Linked DNA regions of Mus musculus: all the other regions are linked to region 2. A link is a contact called in public HiChIP or PLAC-seq, capture Hi-C and promoter capture Hi-C data. All regions are on one chromosome and are shown on one strand. Each heading gives the region's core, a stretch centred on a gene start, on an enhancer-like site or on the middle of the called end of the contact. The rest is flanking DNA. Distances are from core to core; before and after follow the strand shown. Region 1 holds the start of Zfp945 (zinc finger protein 945). Region 2 holds the start of Zfp820 (zinc finger protein 820). Region 3 holds the start of Zscan10 (zinc finger and SCAN domain containing 10). Region 4 holds the start of Cldn6 (claudin 6). Region 5 holds the start of 6330415G19Rik (RIKEN cDNA 6330415G19 gene).

Region 1 (5,466 bases), core at 1,156-3,655, 1.0 Mb before region 2:
ACTTGCTGAAAACATCAAATACAGAGGCTGAAAGTAAACTTCTAAAATGAACATGCATTTATGGATAATGGCTGATAAACAGTGATGCTTGTAATACTGTTTGTTATCTTGATCATCTGAGGTCAGTTGGAGCCTGTAACCTAATCCCTTGTAAAACTCCCTTAAAGATTTCTGCAAAATGTCCCATTCCTTCCCCATGTGATGCTTTCAATGCTATTCAATAAAGACAGCAAAACTCTTTGTTAGGGACAGACATAGTGATAACAAAAAGATGCATACACAGAGACAGAAGGGAGACATGGGGATACATTCATAAGACAGCCTTCAGGCTGGCATATGTTCAAACTCATGCAATAGACAGAGGTTGGAGGCACAGGAAGCATGAAGTAGAAAACTCAAATGTGGACTTACTGGTAGTCAAATAACTCCTAGAGAAAAGGCTTTCATTTCCTTCCTTAACTCGACTTGGATGCTCTATTAATCACTAAAGTGTTTAATCCATTCACATATGCAGAATCTATTAGCTAGTGACATTTTTGTTTGCTTGTTTGTTTTGCATAAACATAAGCTGGGAAACAATAAAACTCACCACAGTGTGAAACAGTTAGCCCTGTCATTTGAAAGGTGCCCATGGGCTCAGAACCCTGAGACTTCAGGACAGACCTTTAGCTCTAGGTTTGTGTTTCTGAGCTCCCACCTACTTGCAGAGCTAGGATGCCTTTTAACCTGTTATGATCATGACAGCAGAGTTTGAACCTCAAAACACACCAGAGAAATATGGTCCTCATTATAATCATGAAAAGTCTATTTCTTAGCTAGACTCTGTAAAGAGACTAGGATAATTCTAGAGTATCTTTTCCCCAGCCTATGCAGGCACATATAGGTGTACACAGAGAATTATAGAGAACAATCAGGAAAACATCTACAAACAAATTGTCCTTTTGGTAGTTTAAAAAAAATATCTGGGAGGATGCTAAACGGGCTATTTCTCTCTTCCTTCCTTCCTTCCTTCCTTCCTTCCTTCCTTCCTTCCTTCCTTCTTTCCTTCCTTCCTTCCTTTCCTTAAAGGACAAAAATTCCGTATGAAAATTCAGTGATAATGCAGAAAGATGAGGCTGTCAAATATGCAGAAAATAAGCAATGTATATGGGCACAATCATAAACAAGTCAGTTACATCATGCCATCTATAGCTCTGGGAATATTAAGGAAGAGGAAGGAGAAAGAAGTAAGGAGAAAAGATGAGATGGCCATAACATGTCATTCTCCAGATTCCATACAACTATTGTAGTCAGTGACTCAGAGCACCTGTATTTACCTGCACTGACCTCACTCAAGACTAACCCTAGCTACAATCAGTCTCCAAAGAGGAGAGGGTCACAGGACCCCACCCTGACTGTGGCAATAAGTCAGTTTTAGGAGAAGGGGAAATCACTGTGCTTAGTTGTGTCTCATCTGCTGAGACCAGCAGGTTCCAAAACATAGTTCCAAAACCAGTGTCTCACAGATGATCCTGATTAATCATGATGGGTCACAAAACAAAATGAATCGAAATGAATATGAGAAAGAGAGAGAGAGAGAGAGTGAGAGAGAGAGAGAGAGAGAAGGAGATTAGTTGGAAGTATGGGCCAGAATTGTAGGGAGTGGGGAATTACAGTGTGCACTACTTATTAAATTCAGTTTGCATATTCTATATTGTCACTACTTCCTTCAGGCATTTGCTATTGTTTTGTTGCCCACAACCATTTTGTTCCTATTTTGAGTTTATTAACATACTTTACAAACTTTGACCTTCTTGAACATGACTCTGGTTTTCAGTTCTGTATATTGGATATTTAAGCTCCTTTCCTTAGGGGATACAGATATGATTAGTGTTTAGAGGCAACAACGTTCAATTTTTGTTTTATTTTGTTTTGGGAAAAGGATCTGAGTGAGCATCAGAATTTACTCCTCTGTGTGTGTGTGTGTGTGTGTGTGTGTGTGTGTGCTGGTATTCCAAGGAGGGGAAGTTAGAATAACATATCTGATGGGATCAGAACCCATGTTGGAGGTCAGATACTGGGTGCATCATCCTATTTGATCCAATTCTGGTCAAGCCTGGCAACAAGTATAGGGGATGATGAGAGCAAAGAGCAAGTCCAGGTCTGGCAGCTGGAGCTGTGTGGCAGGCTGCCCAAAACTGAGTGGGAGGAGCTGTTCCTGATGGGTGGACACCCCTGTCTGAGCAGATGATTTAGGGGGGTGGGGGTGGGGCAAAACAAAACCAGCTGGGAAGTAAAGTAAATTAAAGTAAAACAGGCCTATAGTAAGCGGGTTTAAAGGAATCGCATAACCGGAAGTGGGCTATGTTGGGCGGGTACAGGAGGAGCTTCTCTAAGAAAACAAGCGTGAGTGACAGGAAATTCCACCTTTCCCTGAAGAACTCAGGGAGCCGCACGGTCTGGAAGTGGGGTTGGAAGAACCCGGCCGTGTATTAGGGTACCCGAAAACTTCCTTAAGACTCAGGTGCCTCTGGGAGCATTTTGGAAGCGTCAGCAGCCCGGCAGCGGGAACCTCCCAGGTCAGAGGGGCTGGGGGGCTGGGAAAAGGGTGGGAGCGGAGAAGCAGGGGTGTGTTTTCCTCCGCGGCTCTTAAGGACGCCGCTTTCATAATTCTGCCATGGTTATCTTAGCGTTGTCGGGAAGTTTGAGATCCTATGAACTGGGGGTTTATCGTGATGTTTTCGTTTATCTTATGGTTGCCAGAATATTTTCCGAAAATAATCTCGTAGAGCATTTGCAGAATCTGCAGTTCGCACGCAGAGCTCTCTTTGCTCCAGCAGTTACAAAGCTCCTCGAATTCAAATTCACTCATGCTTTCTTAACACCCCTGTTCCACCATTTCCTATTCAAGAGAGTGGCCATTGGCCCGGAGAATGGGCATCCTCGGAGAGTTTTGCAGATATTAGTCATCTGAAGAACCAGTTGAGATTTGATTGAGTCAGAAAATATACATGACTAAGCACCATAGTTAGAGCTGTGAACTTTAAATATTACTGGGCAAAGCTTTACTCCCCGTTTTGCTTTGGTTTTGGTTTTGGTTTCCATCTTAGATGTGCACACTCTGTGATGTAAATACTGCAGTCAGAAATGTGTCTTTATATGTTGAGTTACAACTGAAAACTGAGGACGTGACTGCTCTAAGGTATGGTTGAGGAGAAAATTTATTGTAAGTTATGTTAATCCTGAGATTTGCCTGAGACAAATCAGTACCACCATTTGGGCAAGTATTATTAAATATTAAATACTGACCAAGCTATGGACTTTGGCCTCATGCTACAGGAGTTTATAAAGACAAACCTGCATACATTCCCATGAGAGTTTGTTACTTTTCCAAGAACTACAACTCCCAGCATTTTAGGAAGTTATTTGGTTCTTGGGTAGGTAGTGCTTACATGTTAATTTTGGGCTTCACAGTATGAGAGAACAGAGGTATCTGGAAGGGTCCAAACTTAACCTGGCCGTGACTTGGGGGGTTGAAAGGGGGAGTTAGGGAATAGGAGGCTCCCAAGAGAGGAAACAGGTGCCAAGGAAACAGTTATCCAAAGATGTCCACTATGATATATTAATAGGCACCTCAGTTAGCCATTTTTCCTAAGCTCCTTTGATATCTAACAAGGCCAGACCAGCATGCATGCTGTGGAAGGGCAATGTCAAGCCACCTTATTGTTATAGATAGAAAACTCACTCTAAATTAAATAAAATTAGAAAGCCCTTTTTGAATAATTATGATTGCTCACTTACATCAGAAACGTGTCTCCTTAGTTCAAGAAAAGCACATGTGGCCAAACTGTTCATTATTTCATGGTCTGTTGATATTGAATTCTGTGACTATGGACTTCTTACCTAGACCCTGCAGTCAGGGCTTTTTTTCAGAGACCTCCTTTTGGAAAAGTGCATCAGTTTGGATTCTGTGAGTCACAGTAGTTTTCTTGGAGTCTTCCTTGGGGTTCCTGGGAAAAGGACTCTTCGGCATATGTGTGAACTGTGTGTGAATGAGTCTCACACCTCATAGAACAGAGTAAAATCCTCAGAGAAAAGAGACATTTTTTCATGTTATTTTCTCTTTCCTTCATGTTTATCCTCTTGGGAGGTGTCAGCATCTTTCATTTTTGTGGCATGAAAAGTTCCAGGTGCTTTCTGAAGACTCTCTTCTCCACATGCAGGTCCCCACTGCTCAGCCAGATCTGCTCACCAGTGAATCAACTAAGAACCCTGGATGGTGAAGAGAGAGGAGACTATAGTAAAGAATCCAGGTATGTTAGAGGAACTGAACAAGGGGTGAGGTGGGCCTTAAGTGACAATAAAAAGAGAATGTGACATTGGTTTTTCCAGATTCTATTTCATTAAGCATTCAGGAAATTTTCATTGAGAATAATATTAGATGTTTTAAAATGGATTTTTCCTTATAGGTTGTACAGTGAACAGTTTTTTTCAGTATTTAATTAGCTATGGATCTCTGAATTAACTGTTGCCCATTAACAAGTTTCTCTGACATAGACTGAAAGCAGCACCAAGCTATCTATGTGACCAAGCTATTTGAACATGTAGCAAATGTCAGAAGTGAATTTTCTTCTAGGGCCTGAGGTTTCCACTATAACCCATGTATTTCACACACATACACTCCATCCCCCATATGGAGTTGGCCTCAGATTGAACCAGAAAGCCTTCTGTACCCACAAGTTATCTTAGCACTATGGTACCAGTGGACATGGCCTTGCATGGCAGATTGAGATTGGAGCACACAGGATCTATAGCTGGGTATGGACATTGATACCTCTGTCCCCAGCCCCAGTCTGCAGAGCAGTTTTTGACACCATGAATGCAACCACCAGGCTGTCCAAGACATTTGTAGACAGTGTGAATAGTCTAATCTGAGGTGTTTGTTTGTTTTGTTTTTTTCTCTCAAGAAGGTCGACTTTTTTCTGCCTATCTTATATTGTCCTCTTTAAGCATGTCTCCGACCTTGAATTGTGTACTGAGTATGCTCTGAGTTAGTTCTGATTAGAGCACAGTAATTCCACTTGTCCTTTGTTTTATACTCTTTGCATTAGCTGTGCCTCTGTTCCTGACGTATGTTTCATCTGTTCTCACATTCTTGAGGGCTTTTATATTCAGCAAATGTCGCATTATTACAGAGCTTTCATGTGTCTCTTGACATAGTCATTTTTCTTTTCTCACTGACTTTACATCTTTAGAGTCTGACATTGATTAGTTCGTAGGTGTTAAAATAGTCTTGCATTCTTGATGCGAACTCACCTTTGCTTCCATTTCTGTGTAATATAGAGACCATGTCTATGTAGATCCTAAAAGCTGGTCTGTCTTTTTTTTTTTTTTTTGCATACAGTGGTTTGAGCTCCTCCGCTTTGGGCATTGAAGTAAAGCCAGCTTTGTATGATGACTTTCTAGTGTTCCTCTTCTTTGTGTTTT
Region 2 (5,089 bases), core at 1,393-3,892:
CAAAAATACTCAATAAAATACTTGCAAATCAAATCCAAGAACATATCAAAAGTATCATCCACCACGATGAAGTAGTCTCAGAAATGCAAACATGGTTCAACATAAGAAAACCCATCAGTGTATTCTACATGTAAACAAACAGAAAGAAAAAGACCACAAGATCATCATTATATTCTGAAGAGGCTTTGAAAAAATTCTATACCATCTTATGATAAAAGTCTTGGAGATATCAGTGATATAAGGGACATACTTAAACACAATGAGAGCAATATACAGCAAGCCGATAGGCAACATCAAATTCAATGGGGAGAAACTTAAAGCAATTCCACTAAAATCACAGACAAGACAAAACTGTCCACACTATTCTTATCTATTCAATATAGTACTAGAAGTTCTAACTAGTGCAATAAGACAAATAAAGTAGATCAAGAGAATACAAATTAGGAAGGAAAAAGTCAAAGTATCACTATTAGTAGATGATATGATAGTATACATAAGCGAGCCAAGAATTTCCACCAAGGAACTTCTATATCTCATAAACACTTTTGCCAAAGTAGCTCAATACAAAGATAATGCACACACAAAAAAATCAATAGTCTTCCATTATACAAGTGACAAACCAAAGGAAAGAATCAGCAATACAACAACTTTCACAATAGCCTCAAAAAATATAAAGTATAGTAGTGCTAACTCTACTGTGTTGGTGTTCTGTCTTTTGCTTATATTGTAATGCTAAATAGTGTCCACAAGGCCCGGTTGCCTCCTAGGAAACAGAGATTCTGCAGGTACCCAAGTGATGCTCTGTAACCTTGACTCCAAGTTATTCCTTATTGGTGAATAAAGATATTTACAGCTAATAAATGGACAGAAGAGAAATAGGCTTGGTGGGGAGGTGTGTCAGAGAAGAACCCTGGGGAGAAAGAAGATGGAAGTAGAGGAAACCACCATGGGCTAAGAGTCTTAGATAATGGCTATGTTGGCTGGCTAATTGTAGTTCAAACAGCCAAGATAAAACATGGCAAAATATAACAGGATTAATAGTTGGAAAATAGACATGTAAATAGCATAGATGATAGATACATTCCTAGTTCTGGCGCTGATAAAGGCGTATTGTAAAGATTGTGTATGTCGTTTACCTTTGAAGTGAATCATCAAAAGCTGGGCAGTAATAACAGTTGGAATTAAATATTTTCCACAACATAGTGCAAGCAAGTGTAAAACTTCTAGGATAAAAGATTCAAGTCTTTGACAAAAGAAATTGAAGAATATACTAGAATGTGGAAAGATCTCCCATGCTTGTGGATGAGGAGGATTCACATAGTAAAACTGGCCATCCTACCAAAAGAAATCGATAAATTCAATGCATTCCTTACACAAATACCAGCTTGTATGTTGCAGACCAGAGTGATAAAATGATGTGTCAGGCACAAATGCCCTTTCCCTTGAGAATTCAAGTATTACTACGTCCATTTTCCTTACCATTCTGATCCTGACCATGAATCCTGTCTGCATGGAATTTTAAGTACTATATACTCACGTCAGAAGGCATTTTATTTTTCCTGGCTATCAAAATTCTATTACATTTTCTATTACATTATGACTCACATGAACTGGGGCTGATGCTAATGTTTTCATTCATGTTATGATTGTTAGATTATTTACAGGAAAATATTTGTGCAAACTACTATTTGCATTATCTATTTTCTTTTTTTTTTTTTTTTTTTTTTTTTTTTTTTGTTTTTTTTTTTTTTTTGGTTTTTCGAGACAGGGTTTCTCTGTATAGCCCTGGCTGTCCTGGAGCTCACTTTGTAGACCAGGCTGGCCTCGAACTCAGAAATCCGCCTGCCTCTGCCTCCCGAGTGCTGGGATTAAAGGCGTGCGCCACCACGCCCGGCGCATTATCTATTTTCTTTGCTATTGTGGCCATGACAAATCTCTTGGAGTTTAACTTTATCAGTGCTTCCCACTGCCCTGTTGTACAGCTTGTTGTTTCTACAGAGTGACCTTTGTCCCTGGAGCTCCCCAGAGAGCTTGCAGAGCACCCTCCCACCATTCTCTGTCCCATCCACATTTTCACCTCAGTGGTCTCTCTTGTATTTCATGTATGTTTTGACACATACTTTGGAAGGGAGCCAAACTTTGTGACTCATATTTAGTTTTGTGTGTTGGGAATGAAACATAAGAAATTGGAATTTAGGGTGTTGGTTATATTTTGCTGTGCGTTTGTAGCCCAGAGTTTTATTCCAACCTAAGAAGTTAGGCTGCCAATCTATTATCTGAGGGTTTCAAAGCTCACTCTCAGATGTCAGAATGCAGCTTCCTATGGAACCAGTTTTTTCAAGTCCTTCAGCAAGCAGTAGGGAGGTTGTGCAGAGCAGGTCCACAGCTGGAGCTGTGTGGCAGGAAGCCTAAGACTGAGAGGGAGGGAACTGAATCCCCGGAGCAGGGATACTGGCAAGAGCAGGACCTTGACAGAAACAGGATAAAAGCAGGGAGGGGTCTACCAAAATGTTTAGGGGAACCACGTGACCATAACCAGCATTTAGTGGGAGGGTCTAGGAGAGCAGCCCGAAGGATCCAGGCCTGAGTGACAAGAATTTCTACCAATCGTTTTGCTACGTTTTGGTTTCCGCGTCCTAGCGCTCTCTGGCCCTGGAAAAGTCTCCTGAGAAGCAGTTCCTTTGCTACGGGCCGGGGGAGTCAGGATCAGCAGCGCAGCGGCGGGAACCGCGGTCCAGCGGACCTGGAACCTCCCAGGTAAGAGGAACTGCGGGGCTGGGGAACTGGCGGGAGCGGAGCAGGGGGGTGTTTTCCGCAGCTGCTCTTAAAGACGCTGCTCTCACAATTCTGTTATGGATATCTTATGGTTGTCAGGAAGTTTGAGATCCTGTGAACTGGGATTGATCATGACTTTTTTTTTTTTTTTTCATTTATCCTCCAGTTACCATCGTATTCAGTCGTAAAATAACTCATAAAAGAGCAGTTGCACTGTTTCCTATTTCCTAATGTGGCAATTACAAAGATAGTGGAAAGTAAGTTCGTTCTTGCTTTCTCACTACCTTGTTAGAAAGCAAGTATTGCTCATTCAAGAGAACGCCTTTGGCCCTGGTTAATAGGCTTCCCTAGAGAGCTTTGTATATAATATTTTATGAGGAACCAGTGCAGATTTATTGAACCAAACCAAAACAAAAACTTTGTCGAGTGCATTGTCATGGGTGTAAACACTAATATTTACTAAGCAGACTTTTTAGTGGCCATGAACTTTTTAATCAGAGTTGTATGCAGTTTAGGATGTAAGTAAAACATTCAGAAATATGTCTTCATATGCTGAGTTCTTATGTTACTCCTTGGGTCCAAGCAAGCCCAGTATTGCAGTGCGAGTGTATCAGACCGCACTATTTATATAATTAGAAAATCCACTATAGATTAAAATAAAGCTTAGAAAGCATCTTTTGAGTAATTATGATCATTCCCCTGTATCAGAAAATTGTCTCCTTGGTTGAAGGAAAGAATTCTGCCCATACATAGGTGGCCAAGCTGTTGTTTTTATTTTAGGATTTGTTATCATTTAGTGCTGTGACTGTGGACTTCTTGTAGGAGAAATGGGAATTCCTAGACCCTGCAAACAGGGCTTTTGGCAGAGATCTCTTTTGGACAGTGCAGCAGTTTGGTTTCTGTTAATGACAATAGTTTTCCTGAAGTCTCCCTAGCTCTTCCTCAGAGTTCAAGGGAGAATGACTGTGCATGTGTCTGAGCCTACATGCTTAGAGGAAAAGAGACATTTTTATTTCTGATATTTTCTCGCTCCTTCATGTTTATCCTTTTTTAGGTATCCTTTAATTTTGTTCCATGAAAAGTTTGGGTGCTTCCTGAAGACTCTTTCCCATGTGCAGGTGTCTCACTCCTCAGGTAGTTCAACTCACCTGTGAATCTGAGAGCCCTGGATGGTGAAGAGAGGAAACTAGCAAAGGATCCAGGTGTGTTAGAGGGAGTGAAGAAGGTATAGGGAGAGGCTCAAATCCCAGTAGAAAGAGGACATGAGATTTGTTTTGCCAGATTCTATTTCATTCTAAATATTTCTAGATAATTGCAGTGAGAATAACATCGGAATATTCCCACTGTAATTTTTAGAATACCTTTTATGTAAGAATTAATTTACAGAGGCAAATGTAATTTAATTGGTTTGTATGTGAGGGATATTGTCCCCCTCCCATTCACATCTCTGATCATATCTTCGTACCAATATTAAACATTTTCATTGTTACAATTTTAATGTATTGTTCAGTCAGAACACTTGATGCCTGTTAGTTTTTTTCTGCTCATAGAGTTTTGGAGCATTGTGTAGTTCCTTTAAGTTGTCTTATCTTTTATGGTTAATTTCTCAGTTTCCTAAAGTAATGCCAGCAAGATTTTGATAAGATTTGTTTAGTAACTTTGCATAGTATTAAACTCTGTCTATATTACCTTCCCACTGATACCCGCTGTTGTCGGTCTTCTTGTCAACTGTTCAAGATTTGCACTGTTATAATTTTAATATACTTTGAAATCACCCTTGGGTTTGATCCTTCTCTCATATATTTAAAATTTTTTTTGTGGGGCTGGAGAGATGGCTCAGTGTTTAAGAGCACTGACTGCTCTTTCAGAAGTCCTGAGTTCAGTTCCCAGCAACCACATGATGGCTTACAACCATCTGTAATGGGATTCAATGCCCTCTTCTGGTGTATTTGGAGTGTGTTCATATACATAAAATAAATAAATCTTTTAAAAAAAAATTTTGTGGTTTCTCATTTTATAAATTTTTGGAATGATTTCTCTATATTTAAAAATATCTGTGTGATTTTGGTATTTCCAATTTTAAAGACATCCTTTTATATTTCTTCACGTTTGACTGAGAACATGCTAACAGTGTTCCTGTGTCTTCTACTAATGTCAGCATTCCAGATTCTTAGAGAGGAACTTTTTTCAAATTTTTAATTTTTTATCATTATTATTTAATCTTTTTTCACAGTCCAGTCGCCAACCCCCTCCTCGTCCATCCTCTGAGCACTCCCCATCCCACTCTCCCACCCCCCCCATCTCCAAGATGGCA
Region 3 (5,353 bases), core at 1,470-3,969, 1.8 Mb before region 2:
AGTTCCTTCCTTCCTTCCTTCCTTCCTTCCTTCCTTTCTTTCTTTCTTTCTTTCTTTCTTTCTCTCTTTCTTTCTTTCTTTCTTTCTTTCTTTCTTTCTTTCCGCCTGCCTCTGCCTCCAGATTAAAAGTGTGTGGCACCATGCCCGGCCAGTTTAAGTTTCTTAAAACAAAGTGGCAGCGGCACTTTGGCTGTCTCTCCCAAGCTGATCTCCTTACCCACCCCAACCCCCCAAACAGTGGGAGTTCCGATAGGGGGATGGGACCAGAGCCTTAGGCAGAACTTTCCATTCCAGTAACTGCAGCCCAGAGCAGCACCACACAAGGAGCGCTGCTGCACTGTGGGCAGACGGTGGGTGGGGTGGGGGTGGGGTTTGGGGGGTGGGGTGGCGGGCGGACTTGTGGTCATTGTTCTCATTCTTATTAATTATAACATCTTATCAAAGGTATCCAGATTAGGCAAAGTGTCTCTGCCCTGAATTTTGTATAGATAGTGTCCAGGATGAAGAGAGCTCTCTAAATTTCCTTTGTAGGAGAGCTGTATTGGGTGGAAGTATTACAGAAAATCCAGAATTTTAAACTAGCCTTGGGAAAGAGGGATGTGGTGCAAAATGATGACCCAGGCCTAACTCCTGCCCTGGGTCAGGTTGTCTCCATCTTGATCCCTTGCCTCCCAAACACAGCCTGTCCAGTGTGAGCTTTCATCCCATAGGTGCTTTTTCTATTGCAATGACCTCGTCCAGTTCAGGGGCCCTGAAACACATCACCCACTGGCTGCTGTACCCTAATCACTGCTCACTGCAATCTCTTCTCCTGGCTTGAGCAAGAGGCATTGTTTCGAGTTCAGTAAGTTTTTGCCTGTCATTTGAAGTGATTTACTTTAATGACTTGAACACGTGCAATGGAACAGCAATAATAATAGTACTACGTAGTAGTAGTTGCCACTTTGAAGTTTTGAAGTCCTAAGAATCAAAGTACGGTTCAGGGAAAAAAAATCTGTAATAAACACCCAAAAACTAGGAGGATGAGACTTGAGATGTAGTTCTCTTAGTAGAGTGCTAGCCCTACCAAACATGTGGGAAGCCGTGGGTCCAATCCCCAGTATACAAATGTCCTCTAAATCCTAGAACTTGGGAGGTAGAGACAGGAAGATCAATTGAGTTCAAGGTCATCCTCAGCTCAGTTGGTGATTCAAGGATACACGACTCTGTCTCAGAAAACAACAAACATATTAGAAACAAAAAGGAAAAGGAGAGAGAGGTTATGGAGCCAGCCACAGGTGAGGCAGGACTGAAAGTTTCAGGCTCGCCTGGACTTAAGTGAAGTACAAAGCTGGCTTGGGCAACTTAGTGAGATTCTTTCTCAAAAATAAAAACACAAAGAGGGGTTGGAGTAGTATCTTCAGGGCCTGTGCCCAGCCAGCACATCGAGCCCTAATTTCTGGCTCACACACACAGGAAACAGCATTGCATTTCGCTGTCTGAAGAAGCATATGAAATATGATATGGAGGCGCTCCAGGCTCAGAGCGTGGCTGCTTTTCCGGAGCTCATGAGACTTCAAGTCCCAGAACTCACATGGCAACTCCCAACTGTTGGTGGGACCCAGTTCCCTCTTATAGTGCGCAGATGCACATTCATACAAACCCTCTGTATATAAAATAAATAAACCTTAAAAAAATAAAAACAATTAGAGAGTGAAGTCACTCTGGCCACTCTGCAGCAGATGCTCGTGAGTTCCAAGCGTTTAGCAGCCCAGTCAGTTGCCTGCTGCTCACTTCATCCCGCCCGGACTCACTTGCTAGATCAACCTATTAATCCTACAGGTTCAGAGAGTCCAAGGTGATTTACTCACAGCTTCACCCGGTGCTGCAATACTGCTTGCTAAAGTGGAAATGGGGTTCCGAACCCACTATTTGCGTCCTACCCCATGAAATTTTGCCAGTATTAGCTTGGAGTATGACAGCATAGATAAGAAAGAGAGAATTCTAGATTCTGGTCAAAGGCCCGCCTAACCACACAGCAGCTGGAATTTCTAGGTGAGGACTTGCCAGAGGTTTCCAAGAGATGGAATTCAGGCAAGTAGGCCTTAGAAAGCCTGTCCCTCCCCCAGGTCTCCAGGACAAAAGGCCTATTAATATGCACCTCTGTAGGGGGTTGGCTGGGTGTGGGGCGAGAAAGCTCTTTAGTGAAATCTGGCCGGTCTAAATTTGTATGTAGGTACTGCTATAAAATCCACCTACACACTAGGGAGCTAGAGTGGTCCTCTGCAAGAAATAACCCCCTTTCTCTGCTAGCAGTCTAACTTGCTCAACTCTGTTAACTTGTTTTTTTTTTTTTTTTTTTTTTTTTTTTTAAGGCAGAGATCCCCTTCTGGTGCTAGGAACGCATGGCATCGTCACTTCTGGGACCCTCCCTCATGTCTCCAAGGCCACAAATGCATCATGCTGTGTGGCCTTGGAGTCTCCAGCACGAGTTACCCGCTCATTATAACCAAGACTTTTCTAGCTCTCAGCCTACCAGTAGGTCCCCCGAAACACCCTTCACTCTCCACAGTGCTGTAAGCCTACACCCCAGCCCTCCAACTCACCACTCCAGGTACCGACGCCTGAGGCCGAGATGTTTGGGGATCCTTGGGAGAATTCAGGGTAAGAGGCAGCGTAGCCTAGTTTGGGAAAGGAATCCCGGGAAATGGAACAGGAAGTTCCCTGCCTGACCCATCCCTTTCAGGTAAGGGGATAAAGGGGCTTCCAGGAATTAACCCTTCACCTCCCAGTCTGGGTGGGGTAAGGAAGAGGGAGGAGCCAGAAACAAACCAAGGGAAAAGTGATGACTCCAGATTCTAACTTTGCCAAGCTTCTGTAAGAGTTAAGTTACTCTAAGCCAGAGCTTCTCCATCTACGCGGAGACAGACTGATGCCCTTTTGGGGCCAAGAGCTTCTGTTTTACGTGCTTGCTGTGTGTAGGCCTCTTTGCTTGGCTTTTCATTCATACAACAAATATTTATCTACATGTTTATTAAACAGCAGGCTCTAAGGACATGGAGCTAAACTGAGGAATGAGGCCCTGCCCCAGGTGGATTTGGGGTGTGGGGGTTGCATTCCAAGGAACAGATGAGACTGCAGTTGTAAGAAAATAAAATAGGTCAATTAGAGTGGAAAACACCTTTAATTCCAGCACTCAGGAGGCAGAGGCAGGTGGATCTCTTATTAGTTCAAGACCAGCCTGGTCTACATATTGAGTTACAGGTTATAGTTACGTGGTGAGACCTTGTCTCAAAGTAGAAAAGGAGGGGGACAGAAGGCAGGTGTGATGGTTTACACCTGCAGTGCTATCTTTTCCAGGTTCAGCTAAGGCTGGAAGAGTGCCCTGAATTCCAGATGGGCTTGGTGTAACAGAGTGAACTTGTCTCAAAAACTCAAAACCAAAGGGATACATCTCAGTTGGTAGAATGCTTTCCTGCCAAGCAGGAAGCACACATCATAAAATTGGGCATGATCGTGCACACTTGTAATCTCTGCATCTGGGAAATGGAGGCAGGCCTCTTTCAGCTAATATGAAGTCTGAAGTCACTGGGCTACATGAAATCCCGCCTCAAAACAAACAAACAAAAACCTGGGCCACTGACTTCCACAAGTAGTCCTCTGACTTCCACATGTGCCCCCACCCAACCTATAAATAAGTAAATAAATAAATGTAGTGAGAAAAAAATTAAAACATACACCGACAAGAAGATGTGATAAAGATGAGTGTTCCTCAGTCCATATAGCTTTTAAAAGTCTCCCCCACCAGAATCCTGCTAGTGGCTTTGTCCTACTAACAGCGCCCTCCGCCTCGCCCCGCCTCTCAGGAGAAGTTACCTCCACAAACCCTTTGGAGCCCACTTTAAAGTCAAACTCTCCCCTTTGCATTGATGGGCTTTCTTAGTTACATGCTCCCAAATACAGAGGAGGATTCCTTCCGGGAATCAGTGGTGCTATCTGGAGTGTCCACCCCGTTCTAGAGTGCACTACATCACTCGCGGGGTCAAGGAAACTCGGCGCTGGTCGCCCCCAAAGCCCTGATGTCTCAGACTGTCGTGACTAGGCCCAGCCTTGCTCTGGCTGCTCCTAAGTTTCCCTGCTAGGGTCAGCATCCAGCTTATTTTTAACTGTGTGGGGTGGATCTCACTGGACCACCCAGTAGGCACCAGTTTTCTTACTGCGCTCTATGTCCTCAGCACAGAGCCCAACGCCTAGCACGCAGGACACAGGAAAAGGCTGAGCGACAGCTTGACTTAGGCACCGCCCTCAAGAGATTTCCAGTTTTTCAATGGCAGAGCACCTCAACTTCCTGCTGCGGACTCCTCCCACAATCCTGCAACTTTGATTCCTCTCTAGAAGCCCCAACCCAAGAGAGGTGGGCCGGATGGTGGGAGCGGGGCATTCTGGAATAGGCGTGGCCTTCTCTGGAGGCGCGGCGAGCAGGGTGAAGGAGTGGAGAGCTTTCTCTAACAGCAGCTGGGCACAGTGGGTAGAGTCCTTCCTGTCTGTGGTTGCGGTGGTTTGGGGGGCGGGGAGGAGGGGGCGCAACAAAGGTTCTGAGAGTAGGGAGGAAGGCTGACGAGTTTACAGCTTGTGTAAACAGGCTCCCCAACTCCTGCTTCTCTGCGTGGTCTGAGCCCGCACATGTTCACCTTTACACACTAGCCTACACACTAACCGTAGACATGAACCTATCCTGCTTCTTGAACTCTAGTGGAGGCAGCCGCCCACCCTGGGGAAGCAGAAACCATCGTGTACCCAGCAGAGGGCCCTTGACTGGTGGTCCAGCAGAACCAAGGTCCACAAGGGAGGGAGCAGGGAACTGCTGGGTCAGAAAAACCTCTCCTCAAACTGGCAGGCAGTTAGGGAACACAATGTGCGTAGGACGCGGTGGGTACACTGTCTACTGTGTTCAGTTACTAGTGAGTCGTAGGACAATGTTTCTTAAGGACTCTCTCCCTGTGACTGTTACAAATTTGTTTTGTGTTTATATGTGTATGTATATATGTGTTCCTGCTGTATACATATGTATACAGGCACACGTGTAGTCATACTTGTGTGCAGGCTGAAAATCCATGTCCATTGACTTCTTTGATTATTCTTGTTTTTTTCCCCTCTGAGACAGGGACTTACTATGAAGCACTGGCTGGTCACTGTGTAGATCAGGCTGGCCTTGAACCCACTAAGGGGTATCCCCTTGCCTTCTGCCTTTCTTCCAAGTCCTGGGGTTAAAGGCACACATACCACTATGCTTGGCGCTGTCCTCCTCCTCCTCCTCCTCCTCCTCCTCCTCCTCCTCCTCCTCCTCCTCCTCCTCCTCCTTTTTCTTCTCCTT
Region 4 (5,222 bases), core at 1,828-4,327, 1.8 Mb before region 2:
AGAAAAAAAAATCATGTTTTATTTAGTAAAGCATTGTGTGAGCAGGGAAGTGTGCAAGGTGTGGGGGAGGAGGGTCTACAGCACAGCTGGGACCTTTTGTAGGGAGAGTACACAGTAACCTTGGCGATGGGATTCAGGGGCCAAAGGTTGGAAGTCTCAGGGTAGAAAATTCCTTGGTAACTTATCACCTGCCCTTCCAGGGCTGGAGAGAAGTCTGACCAGGAAGGGGTGCGTCTGTCCTGTGAGTTACCTCCGGCCACAGCAGGAACTCTTGGGACTGGGACAGGATATTTTGAGAAAAACAAAGGCCAGGCAGCCTTAGAACACTGCACAGAAGATCCCCAGAATGAATAATGACGCAGAAACTCAAGTGTCCCATCCTCCCAGCCTCAGTAGCTAAAAGTGAGAAATGCCAGCAGCAGAGAGAGAGGTGGAGCTTGGACTCAGGTTGAGGCAGGAAAACTGGAGCTGGAGGTCGATCAGAGCTCCATGAGAAGAGCTTGTCTCAAAAACAGGTGGAACAAACCCTAGGGACAGACAGGGCACCACATGACTCACTGGTGAGTGCTTGCCTACCAAATGCGTGGGGCCCCAGGTTCAATACCCAGTAGTACAAAAGAAAAACAAGAAATAAGACAACCCCCAAACTACTCCGTAACCTTTCTTGATGGCTCAGCTCAGGTTCCCTGGCTAGCAGAGCCTCACTCCCCAGTGAGCATCACACATAATTCTTGGTGGGATATTCGGAGGGTCCCCGAGAATGTGGGACAGATGTAGAATAGCAGGCCATGTAATGTCTGGGTCCCTGGGTCCCTCCAGAAGAGCAGGCGCAGCATAGTAGCCCTCCACCCAGCAGCAAAAGGCCTGAGGCTGCCCAGCCCAGGTAGAGGGAGGCCCCCAGCTCCCGCTTTTGAGCATCAGCCACCAAGGGGTTGTAGAAGTCCTGGATGATAGAGTGGGCAGTCCAGCAGACAGGAATGAGCGTCAGGACCCCAGAAATGACAAAGATGATGCCAGAGATGAGCACCAGACGAGACTTGGAGTTCCTATCTTCCACACAGGTAGTGCACTTGGCTCCAGCCAGGTACACGAGCAGGCCAAGCAGGACAATGAGGAGGGTGACAACACAGAGGGCTCTGGCAGCCTGCAGGTCCTGGGGCAGCGCCAACAGTGAGTCATACACCTTGCACTGCATCTGGCCAGTGCTCTGAACCACACAGGACATCCACAGCCCCTCCCACACCATCTGGGCCACGACGATGCTGTTGCCGATGAAGGCGGTCACCTTCCACATGGGCAGGGCACAGGACACCAGGGCGTTGACCCAGCCAAGCAGGGTCAGGACGATCCCCAAGATTTGCAGACCAGTAGAGGCCATGATGAGGTTGAGGGGGCTGTGTAGTGTGGAGGAGATAAAAGGAGAGTCATGTTAAAGAGCAGCATGTCTGGACATCCCACCTCGACAGCTGATACCAGCACCAAGCACCTTGACAGTTGGCTGCTATGTCCTGTAGTGTGGATTAGATACACTTCCTGGGTCAGTCAAGAGCAAAATAAGCATTTACTTCTTTCCTAGACTGTGACAGGTGGAGAATGAAATCCTGTTGATTTTCATGCAAGGGACAGGAAATAAGACATACCTGAAGCACAGGACAGCCCATAGCGACAGTTGTGTCTAGATTTTAGTTTAGTTTTGTTTTTTATATCTTAGCTGAGAAAGGGTCTTATGTAGCCCAGGCTGGCTGGCCATAAATTCCCTGCATAGCTGATGCTGGCTGTGAACTCCTGAACCTTCTGTGTCCACTCCCTGAATTCGGGGACTGCAGGGTTTACCACCAGAGGGGTAAGGCAGGGCTTCGGCTTTTTGCACGCCAGGCAAGCGGTCTAGGAGCTGAGTCACATCCTTAGGTACATTTTATCAGAACAAAGACAATGACATGTCGGGAGTATAATTTTGGATTGGTCGGGCTCTCGATACAAGTTTCAGGCCCACCCTTATCCCGTGAGCACTCAGAGGAGACCTGAAGCTTCCTCCTGCCACCCAAGCAAGGTTCAAATGGAAACCCCCAGCTCTGTTTCAGGTGGGTATAATTCCTTGAAATCTCGCCCTCCCTATGTTCCAAGGTCTGCTCCTCCCAATCCCTGGAAGTTGCTGGAAGCCCTGCCAGTCCGGGTCCAGCCCACCCTATAGGGTGAGAGAGATAAGGAAAAACAAGCCCTTTTGCCACAAAACAGATTTTCCTAGGCTACCAGCTCTTTCTTGACCCACCTCCACCTCTAAGGGTCAAGGTGCGGGCCTCGAGGCTGGGAGCATCCTTTTGAGTTTTAGACCAAAGGCCGTGCTACCTTTCTTTCCCCTCTCCACACAGCTTTAAGGAGCTAAAATTCAAGATCCCAGTGCCTTTTGTGACAGGCACCTGTGTCCTTCATTTTGCTCTTCATGATGTTGATACGAAGGGAATCAGTTCTGCTTGGCGCCCTGCTGTGGCTCTTCATAACCCTCGGTTCTACAAGTCCACCTTGCCCCTAAGAATGGCATAGGCCCCTTTCGACTCCTCTCACTTGCAGGCTCACGCTGGGGACCATTCTCTCCCTCTCATCTCTGTCCCTCTCTACTTACCGAGTGCTCGGTCAGCTTTGTCTGCGGACGTCCAGTCCGGTTCGGCCACCCCTGATATCCGAGCCTAGGAGTGCGAGACCAGGAGGGGCTTAATGGCGGCGCCCGCAGCTGGGTCCGCGCCTGCAGGTGAGGGGGAAGGGAGTCCCGCCCCAAAGTGGCCAAGCAGGTGGAGGAGGGGCGTCACAGGTTTCGGTGCCTTTGTCCCAGGGGAGGGGGAGGGGTGTTTAACTTTTCTGGGGCCGAGGGGACCCGAGCGCTTCTCCCGACGCAACCCTCTCCTGCCTAGGTGGCCACCGCAGGTGGCCGCCACCAGGATCAAAGCTCCAGCATTTAACTCACGCCCGCACGCACTCTGCCACATCCCCTGCCTGCGTATTTTCACACCCGCAATTTACACACATACCCCAGGCTCACCTGCAAAAGAGACTGCTAAGATTTCCAGGTCGAAAGTAGGAATGAGGGCGGAGGCAAGGGGTCTTAAAGTCTCAATGACGTCACTGGACCACCTCTCTTTGGGAGGAGCAGAGACCCCTGCGGCGATAGCCACCTGCGTGCGTTTCCCAAAGTTCCCTTAGTTGGTGGCCACTCCAAGGGCGGAACCTGCTGAGTTCAGTAACCTGGGCTATGACTTGAGACTTTACTCAACTTTCCCCAGTCCCAGTTTCTCGCTTTGCGAATGAAGACAGGTCTGTATGTTACCTAAGGATACATTACTTTTGTGACTCTTTTTTGTGACTCTTTGGGGGGCAGGGACGGCGGGGGGACGACGACGACGACGACGACACCCTGTCACACTGCATACCTATGATCAGAGTTTGTTCTCTTCTTCTACTCTGTGGGCCCCAGGGATCGAACTCAGATTGCCAGGCTTGGCAGCAGGCAATCTTACCCACTGAATCATCTCGTGCTCTTCCCGAGGCCCTTAAGAAAGCAATATATAGCCGGGCAATGGTGGCTCACGCCTTTAATCCCAGCAGTTGGGAGGCAGAGGCAGGCGGATTTCTGAGTTAGAGGCTAGCCTGGTCTTCAGAGAGAGTTCCAGGACAGCCAGGGCTATACAGAGAGACTCGTTTTGGAGAAAAAAAAAGAAAGAAAGAAAGAAAGAAAGAAAGAAAGAAAAGAAAGAAAGCAACAGAAAGCAACATATATGGCCAGGCGTGGTGACACATGCCTTTAATACCAGGGCTGGGAAGGGAGAGGCAAGCGGATCTCTGTGAGTTTGAGGCCAGCCTGGTCTACAACGTGAGTTCCAGGACAGTCAGGGCACAGTGAAACCTTGTCACAAAACAAAACACAGAGCCAGGCGTGGTGGCGAATGCCTTTAATCCCAGCACTCGGAGGCAGAGGCAGGTGGATTTCTGAGTTCGAGGCCAGCCTGGTCTACAAAGTGAGTTTCAGGACAGTCAGGGCTATACAGAGAAACCCAGTCTCGAAAAACCAAAACCAAAACCAAACCAAACAAACAAAACAAAACACCAAGACAAAAAAACAAAACAAAAACCCAACCAACCAACCAACCAACCAACCAAAAAAAGCAGCACGTGGGTCTGGAAAGATGGCTCATGGGTTAGCCTTTCTGCTCTTCCAGGTGCTCTTTTTTTTTTTTTTTTTTTTTTTGCTCCCAGCTTATAACCACTTGAAATTCGATTGCCAGGAGATCCGTTGCCCTTCTCTGGACTCCAGAGACACTCAAACATATGTGTCACACACACACAAATAAAAGGTATCTTTCAAAAAAGAAAGTAGCATTTCTATATATGCTTGCAGTACTGTTTACTGATACCGGAGAATGCCAACATCAAGATCAGCCTAAGCTATGCAGCTAAAAAACTAAACCAAACCAAAGAAAATCGGTGTGGTGGTTCCTGCCTACAATCCTAGCACTTGAGAGGCTGAGATGAGACAGAATGTTTCAAATTCGAGGCTACTCTGGGATAGAGTATGAGATTTTGTTGGTCCCCCCCACCCCCAAATCCAAACAAAGCAAGCAAACATAAAGGATGTGTGGATATAACTCAGTTCTCGCCTGGTATGTTTGAGCCTCTGGTCTCCACCCCAGAATTGCAAAAGAATAGACAAATCTAATTTATTTGGGCTTAAAAAGAGGAAAAACCCAACTATGCAGTTATGTCTTATAACTGATTTCCTTCGCTCCACATCGTGGGTACTCAAGTTTGCAGAGGGCGGAGTAGGGTAGACACTTGGCGGGACTGTGTTGAATGAATGGTTTTACTGAACTGACTGGGTTTAACTAACTGCTTACTCGCAAAGCAGAGTGGCTGTTGGGGCGGGCCGAGGCCAGCGCTCCGCCCCGGAAGGCGGGGGCGGGGGCGGAGCCGCAGCCCTGAGTCTGGCTTGCGGGTGGTGGGAGCAGACAGTTCTTGCCTCGGGACCGGCAATCATGGCTTCGGCTTGGCCGCGGTCTCTGCCGCAGATCCTCGTGTTGGGATTCGGCTTGGTGTTGATGCGCGCCGCGGCCGGGGAGCAAGCACCAGGTATGCACGGCTCAGACGACGGTAAACCTCGGACTTTGGGGAGGTCAGAAACGGAATTTGAGTGCCTGGAGAACCCGGTGAAACCAGGGAACCGGGAAGACACGAGG
Region 5 (5,541 bases), core at 2,395-4,894, 1.7 Mb before region 2:
TGTAGTAATCCCTAGAGTGAGGTAATGAACTTGAAGATGAGTCAGAGCCTAGTCCACCCTGACCTTTCTCTCTGAAATGTGACCTCCAAAGTCTCCCCTGGTCTCATCCTGACCCCTCTGCTTGGGTTGTAATTCTCCCACAGGCCCCCATCAGGGCAGTTCTCTGAGGTGTCCTTGGGCCCTGCCCTCCTAGGTCTTTTGCAGAGTCTGCAGGGAACACCTACTGCCCAGTCTTTAGGACCTCCCTTCGGGGGACTCTGTGTTTGGGAGATGAGGAGCCCTGGGGGCTGGAGGTGAGGGACAGAGAGGGAATCCAGTCCTGTGTCTGCAGTAGCAGGATGGGTGGAGGCTGAGGGAGACAAATGGGGGAGAAGAGGAACTGGGGGTCCCTTCCTTCTACTGTGTGTCCCTATTCCTCTGTACAGTCAGACCCTAGAGCAAGCACACAATATGACCTGTCTGGAACCAGGGCTTGCCCTCCTACTGGCTGTGATTCAAGACCGACTAGGAGCACAGCATGATGTGGCAGCATTGAGGAACCTTTGCCAGGCCTTGGGCTTCAAGGCCACCCTGAGGATAAACCCATCAGCTCAGATTGGGGGAAGCCCAAAACTGGTGGTGCTGGAAGGAAGGGTACCCCTGCCCTAGGACCCTGGAGTTCTCCTTCCTGGGTTTCCCCCACACCACAGGCAGGAAGCACATCTGTAAGTCTTGCCTCTGATTTCCTGCTGTATTCATGGGACAGTCACTTTCTTGCCTTGGGAAGTCTGATTTCCTAGACAGAGACTGAAGAAGTGCTCCCAGACTGAAGAAGTGCTCCCAGCCCCATGAAGGGCAGCCAGGAGCTGGTTCAGACCTTGGCCTTTACCACTCCAGGCCTTCTGGGAAGAACTGGCTCAGCTTCGGGAAAAGCTGGATACAACGGGCCCCGTGAGCTGTGCCCTGGTGGCCTTGATGGCCCATAGGGAGCCACAGGGGCAGCTGCTGGGGGGTGATGGTCAAGAAGTACAGGCAGAAGTGCTGGTGCAGGAACTGAGCTGCTGCCAGGCACTGCATGGCCACCCCAAGATCTTCCTGCTCCAGGTCTGCTGTGGGGGTGAGGGACTCCGCCTCCAGCCTGACCCTCTACCCTGCCATTCCTCTGCCTCCTACATTTCCCACACAGCTCCTCCAGGAAGCCTGCGGGCTAGCCATTCCCTGCCCCTCTCCAGCCTCCCCTGGAGTCAAGCCCACAAACTTGAACCTCTATGAATGTTGCCACCCCTGCAAGCCTGCCTCGCCCAGAGATATCCTGAGGTTCCACTGAGTAAAGGTATCTGCCCCATCCTTCTCCAGGGAACAGGGACCCTGGTGTGGGGTCAAGAGCTCTCCCATGGTACCGTCATTGGCTGAGAGCACCCCGAGCCATCCCAACCCAGGCAGATGTTCTTCAGATCCATGCTGATGCTCCAGGTGGGTCTGCTTTTCTTCTGGAGCCTGGGCTTGGCACACAGGTGCTGGGAACCATTCACACAGCACACTACTAGGCCTGGTAGCTTGGAGTTTGCTGCTTTGCCAAGATCCAGGGAGGAAATGTCTTCCTAAGCTGTGAGGGACTCTGAGGTTTCTGCTCCTAGCTGAGTCTGACAATTTGGGAGTTAGCAAGAGGACCTAGCCTCTCTGAGTTCATACAGCCTGGATGCTGTAAGGCTTGTGGGTTTTCAGCTCCACATTCTTTCCACTGTCTAGTGCTGCCCCTGAGCCAGAGATGACAAGACACTGGGGCAGGTGGAGTCCCTGGATGCTGGTAATGGGAGTTGACTCTTTTTGCAGACAACCTTATCTCCACTCCAGGGAGCTCAGGCCAAGCAGACATCCTTACTGTCTCTGCAGCTGTCGAGGGTAAGAAACCTATGGTTATGGTGGGCCTAGTTTCCTGCCCCATGGCTTGGAGTGATAGCTTCACTCTCAGCAAGAGTCCAGCCCCAGTTAAGTCACTCTCCTCCTACAGGTTAGTCCTTAGAGTCAGGGTTAGAATGGCAAGCTCCTGTCAAATGCTCCCTTGTGTAAGTTCTAGGACAGGACAGTCCTGCTTGCTTCAGGCGCCTGTCCACTGTTTGGTACCTAGCAAGTCCACAGTAAATATTTGTTGTACATTGATTATACCCAAATATTCACTCTACAAATATCGGCAACTTCTTCCTGATGCAAGAAGTCCCTGACCCTGTGCTGGTCTGAAGCCAGTTACCCAGAATGCTCTCTGCTTCCCCTCCTCACTTCTTCCACCCACAATAGGCCACTGAAGGTTGGGATGTCAGCCCAAGGTTGACTCTGACCCCATCCCCTCACCTAGGCTGTGTGGCTTATCGGGATGAAAAGGGCTCGGACTTTGTCCAGACACTGGTGGAGGTCATCAGAGCCAACCCTGGAAGAGATCTCCTTGAGCTGCTGACTGAGGTGTGAGGAACGGGGTTAGGAGGGGAGAAAGAGGGGCTGGATCTGTGGGAGTGTTCTCATTACCTTCCACTTAACCCAGGGAAAGGAGAAGCAAGGAGAAGGCTCTCTCTCTCTCTCTCTCTCTCTCTCTCCCTCCCTCCCTCCCTCCCTCCCTCCCTCCCTCCCTCCCTCCCTCCCTCCCTCCCTCTTGCCCTCACATCAAGAGATGCTCAAATACAGGGCACATTGGTCAGACAAACTCAGCAGCAGCTATTACATACACTAAATAAAGTTCAGGAGAGGAGGACACCAGAAGCCATTGGGAGGAGGGGACTGAGGTGGGGGGTATACTGGGAAGTAGAAGGAGCCAGCAGGGGGTGCAGGAAGGGAGGTGCCACTGGGTTGTTACAGAATAGGGTCAGTTCATTTGTACAGTTTTGCAGGCTAATAGGGAGGTCCTCTTCTTGTGTTGAGGTCAGGGTGGGCAATGCTGGTCTGGCTGATTATATGATTATATATATGGGGTGGGGAGCCTTTCCCTTTGGGTGGGGGACTTTTTGGTTGAGAGCAAGGAGCTCATGTAAAACTGCTGGGTTAGTATTAGGCTCAAAGATGATTAGGTAGCACTTGAAATTTTAGGCTTACAGAACAACAGACACAAGAGTCGGTCATTGAGGAGCATGCCTGTAGCTGGGAGGTAGTGGCAGGACCAGAGACTGAGACCAGCCTAGGATTCATAGACTATTTCAGAAAGTATCGACCTCTCCGCAAAAACCCCTCCAGCAGACAATGACTGCAGTGGGTGTGATGGACTGAGCCCCTCAGGGCCTAGCTGAGTGTCAACAGGGTCAACAGGCGGGTGTGTGAGCTGGACGTCCTGGGGCCAGACAGTGATGAGCTGTGCAAAGCCTGCCTGGAGATCCGCAGCTTGCTCAGGCGCCGGCTCTGTTTATAGGACGAGCAACCTCACCACTTCCCCTACATCCCCTCTTCACACCCTGTCATCGATGCAGCAGTTTGGGCGTGGGAGCTCACATAGCGCCAATAAATATGTATGTGTTCATGATCGGCGTGCTCCGGAAAATGTATGCTCTTTCTGAAATACGTGAGATAATGGGGAAAGTTACCTGGTAGTAGATAGGGGATCGACTGTGCTCTCGGGAACCAGAGGTTGAATCGGGTCTGTGCTTCCTGTCTGGGACTACGGAACCTCACAAGGCTGACCTGGATATGCTGGGAGAGGCTTAGGGAGAAAGAAGTTCTGGGAAGGATCATCTCCGGAACTATAACTCTCGCCTCGCTGAGTCCCTGATGCGGGCGGTCTCAATCTCCACATGGCGCTGGGGCCATGGAGTTGCCAGAGAGGCGAGCCAGCACGGGTCTGGAGACTGGAAAAGACAATTGTGGATACTTCAGTGACGTGATAGGGCAAGTTCATGTGGGTTGTCCCTGGTCTTGAGTTGAGGGCCAGCCAATGGAGGAGATCTGAAAGACGAGCCTCTAGGATCCGGAAGGGCTTCTGCTGACTGACTGCTCAGGAGTCTGATTATATCGGTTCAAACTTGTGGAGGCTCCTTTGAGACTGTCACTAAATAGATTGGCTCAATAGGTAGGATTTTTCTTTGGTTTAAGCATGCGCAGTAGGCGCTTGAATAAGTCTTATGGAGAGAGCTAAGGCCTGAGTCAGTGTAGGGCCGCGTGGCCTAATGGATAAGGCGTCTGATTCCGGATCAGAAGATTGGGGGTTCGAGTCCCTTCGTGGTCGCTGCGTGCATTTGCTTTTTAAAAACCTACCTTAAAATTTCCCATTCTCAAATTTGCTTTTCAAACTCTTGTCTGGTACCCCGGAAGGAAGACCAGCATGTTTGTATTAAGTAGGTGAAGTTATTATCTCAAGACAGACTACGAGCAGCTCGAATTAGTGCCAAGGAAAGGAACCGAATAGATGCTAGATTGGATTGCTTACGTGGTGGGTGGGAGGTGTCCCAAGGGAACGTTAAAGACATTTGATTAAAATAAAAAACTCAGTAGGCTATCTGGGTGAATGCAATTGTCACTGAACTGAACACTTGAAAATAACTAAAGCAGTAAATTCGGTTTATATGTCCACAGCTTTAAAATCCATGAAACAGTAAGAAAATTAGATTTCTTACAATGTCCAGGCACACCTGTAATGCCGGTATTTAGGAGGCGGAGGCAGGGGAATTAAAAGCCACTGGGCTACATGAGATCCTGTCTCAACAACAACAGAGGCGTCTCCTTACAGGTCCAGTGTAAATATAAATTTTTAAATAGCAAGAATATGTCCCAGATTGAGTTGACATTTAACCTGGTGTGTGTGTGTGGGATATCTCTATTTAAGGGATTCGGTCTAAGTGGAACCGTTGTCATCCCTACAACTCCCAGGAGAACCACAGAATGGGAGGGCGGGGTACCAGCTCACGTGACAGAGCCTTGTGCAGAATAATTTTCTCTTTAATGTTACAGTGGCTTAATAAAGCTTGCAAATATGTTATATCAGACACACACATGAGATAAAGGAGAGTCAAAAGGACACGAGGATAACGCAACTGGGCCGGAACCCACAAGCCTCAAGCCAAAACTCGACCTCAGGTTCTTCCGACTGTGCTGTTTAGTTGTTGCTGTTGTTGTTTAATTTACTTTAATTTTTTTGAGGGGGGTGGGTATCAAGTAAAATATATAGGCCAGTTGTATACTCTATAAAGAGAAAGCATGAAGACCTGTCCCTACCAAGTAACATTTGGTTGAAGAGACGGTGGAAGACTGGACAGAGACCCGGCACAGTTATCCTGGACAGGGAACCGGCACTGCAAAGCACATACATTATCGTGCCGGCTCCAGTTTCCTGCATCCTGCATCACAAACACGTTTTCCATCATACTGGTCGTCCGGGTTCAAAGGGCTCATTCAGTATTGGAATCTTGGATATCTTGCACCATAGAAAGACGCGTACCTGTTCTGTAAACCAGTGAGCAAAATAAAAGCAGCGATGTACGTGTTTCAGTCGCCTCCTTACAAGTGCGTCCTCCTTTAGATCTTAAGGGTGCTCGGGGCCCGGCAACGTTAGAGCCGGTACCTTGGCTGAAATGGTACACACGGTTGATG

Evidence for each region. Promoter capture Hi-C pulls out the DNA fragments that hold promoters and counts their contacts. HiChIP or PLAC-seq counts read pairs in DNA pulled down with a chosen protein or histone mark. Capture Hi-C pulls out chosen DNA fragments and counts their contacts.
Region 1: a contact with region 2 is called in a capture Hi-C map of embryonic stem cells, with 4 times the contacts expected there. The contact joins the promoter of Zfp945 here to the promoter of Zfp820 in region 2. A contact is called at or near these places in 3 of 39 promoter capture datasets (embryonic stem cells, hippocampal neurons and liver) and 1 of 9 other capture datasets (embryonic stem cells).
Region 3: a promoter capture Hi-C map of liver shows a contact between it and region 2, with 5 times the contacts expected there. The contact joins the promoter of Zscan10 here to the promoter of Zfp820 in region 2. A contact is called at or near these places in 3 of 39 promoter capture datasets (the 3T3-L1 cell line, cranial neural crest and liver).
Region 4: a contact with region 2 is called in a promoter capture Hi-C map of second pharyngeal arch cranial neural crest. The contact joins the promoter of Cldn6 here to the promoter of Zfp820 in region 2. A contact is called at or near these places in 2 of 39 promoter capture datasets (cranial neural crest and second pharyngeal arch cranial neural crest) and 2 of 115 datasets of contacts at active chromatin or transcription factors (astrocytes and stem cell-derived neural progenitor cells).
Region 5: a contact with region 2 is called in an H3K4me3 HiChIP or PLAC-seq map of embryonic forebrain, with 6 times the contacts expected there. The contact joins the promoter of 6330415G19Rik here to the promoter of Zfp820 in region 2. A contact is called at or near these places in 1 of 39 promoter capture datasets (cranial neural crest) and 3 of 115 datasets of contacts at active chromatin or transcription factors (the 230-238 cell line, embryonic forebrain and pancreatic cancer cells).

Annotation. Positions count from the first base shown.
Region 1 is chr17:22,864,073-22,869,538 of GRCm38.p6, reverse strand. It overlaps Zfp945 (zinc finger protein 945), which reads left to right and starts at 2,405. Exons shown (of 5, transcript NM_001110254.1): 1 at 2,405-2,558; 2 at 4,203-4,292. The coding sequence starts at 4,256.
Region 2 is chr17:21,843,312-21,848,400 of GRCm38.p6, reverse strand. Zfp820 (zinc finger protein 820) reads left to right here and starts at 2,642. Exons shown (of 5, transcript NM_029281.2): 1 at 2,642-2,757. The region is part of intron 1 of Gm31758 (a long non-coding RNA gene); the gene reads right to left.
Region 3 is chr17:23,598,192-23,603,544 of GRCm38.p6, reverse strand. It overlaps Zscan10 (zinc finger and SCAN domain containing 10), which reads right to left and starts at 2,719. Exons shown (of 7, transcript NM_001289481.1): 1 at 2,586-2,719. It also overlaps a transcript of Zfp13 not described here.
Region 4 is chr17:23,677,220-23,682,441 of GRCm38.p6, reverse strand. It overlaps Cldn6 (claudin 6), which reads right to left and starts at 3,077. Exons shown (of 3, transcript NM_018777.4): 1 at 3,035-3,077; 2 at 2,621-2,684; 3 at 1-1,394. The coding sequence starts at 1,378. The coding sequence ends at 719. Tnfrsf12a (tumor necrosis factor receptor superfamily, member 12a) reads left to right here and starts at 4,993. Exons shown (of 4, transcript NM_013749.2): 1 at 4,993-5,115. The coding sequence starts at 5,022.
Region 5 is chr17:23,548,902-23,554,442 of GRCm38.p6, reverse strand. It overlaps 6330415G19Rik (RIKEN cDNA 6330415G19 gene), which reads right to left and starts at 3,644. Exons shown (of 2, transcript NR_126484.1): 1 at 3,543-3,644. It overlaps n-TRccg2 (a tRNA gene), which reads left to right and starts at 4,108; the gene lies at 4,108-4,180. It also overlaps the pseudogene Casp16.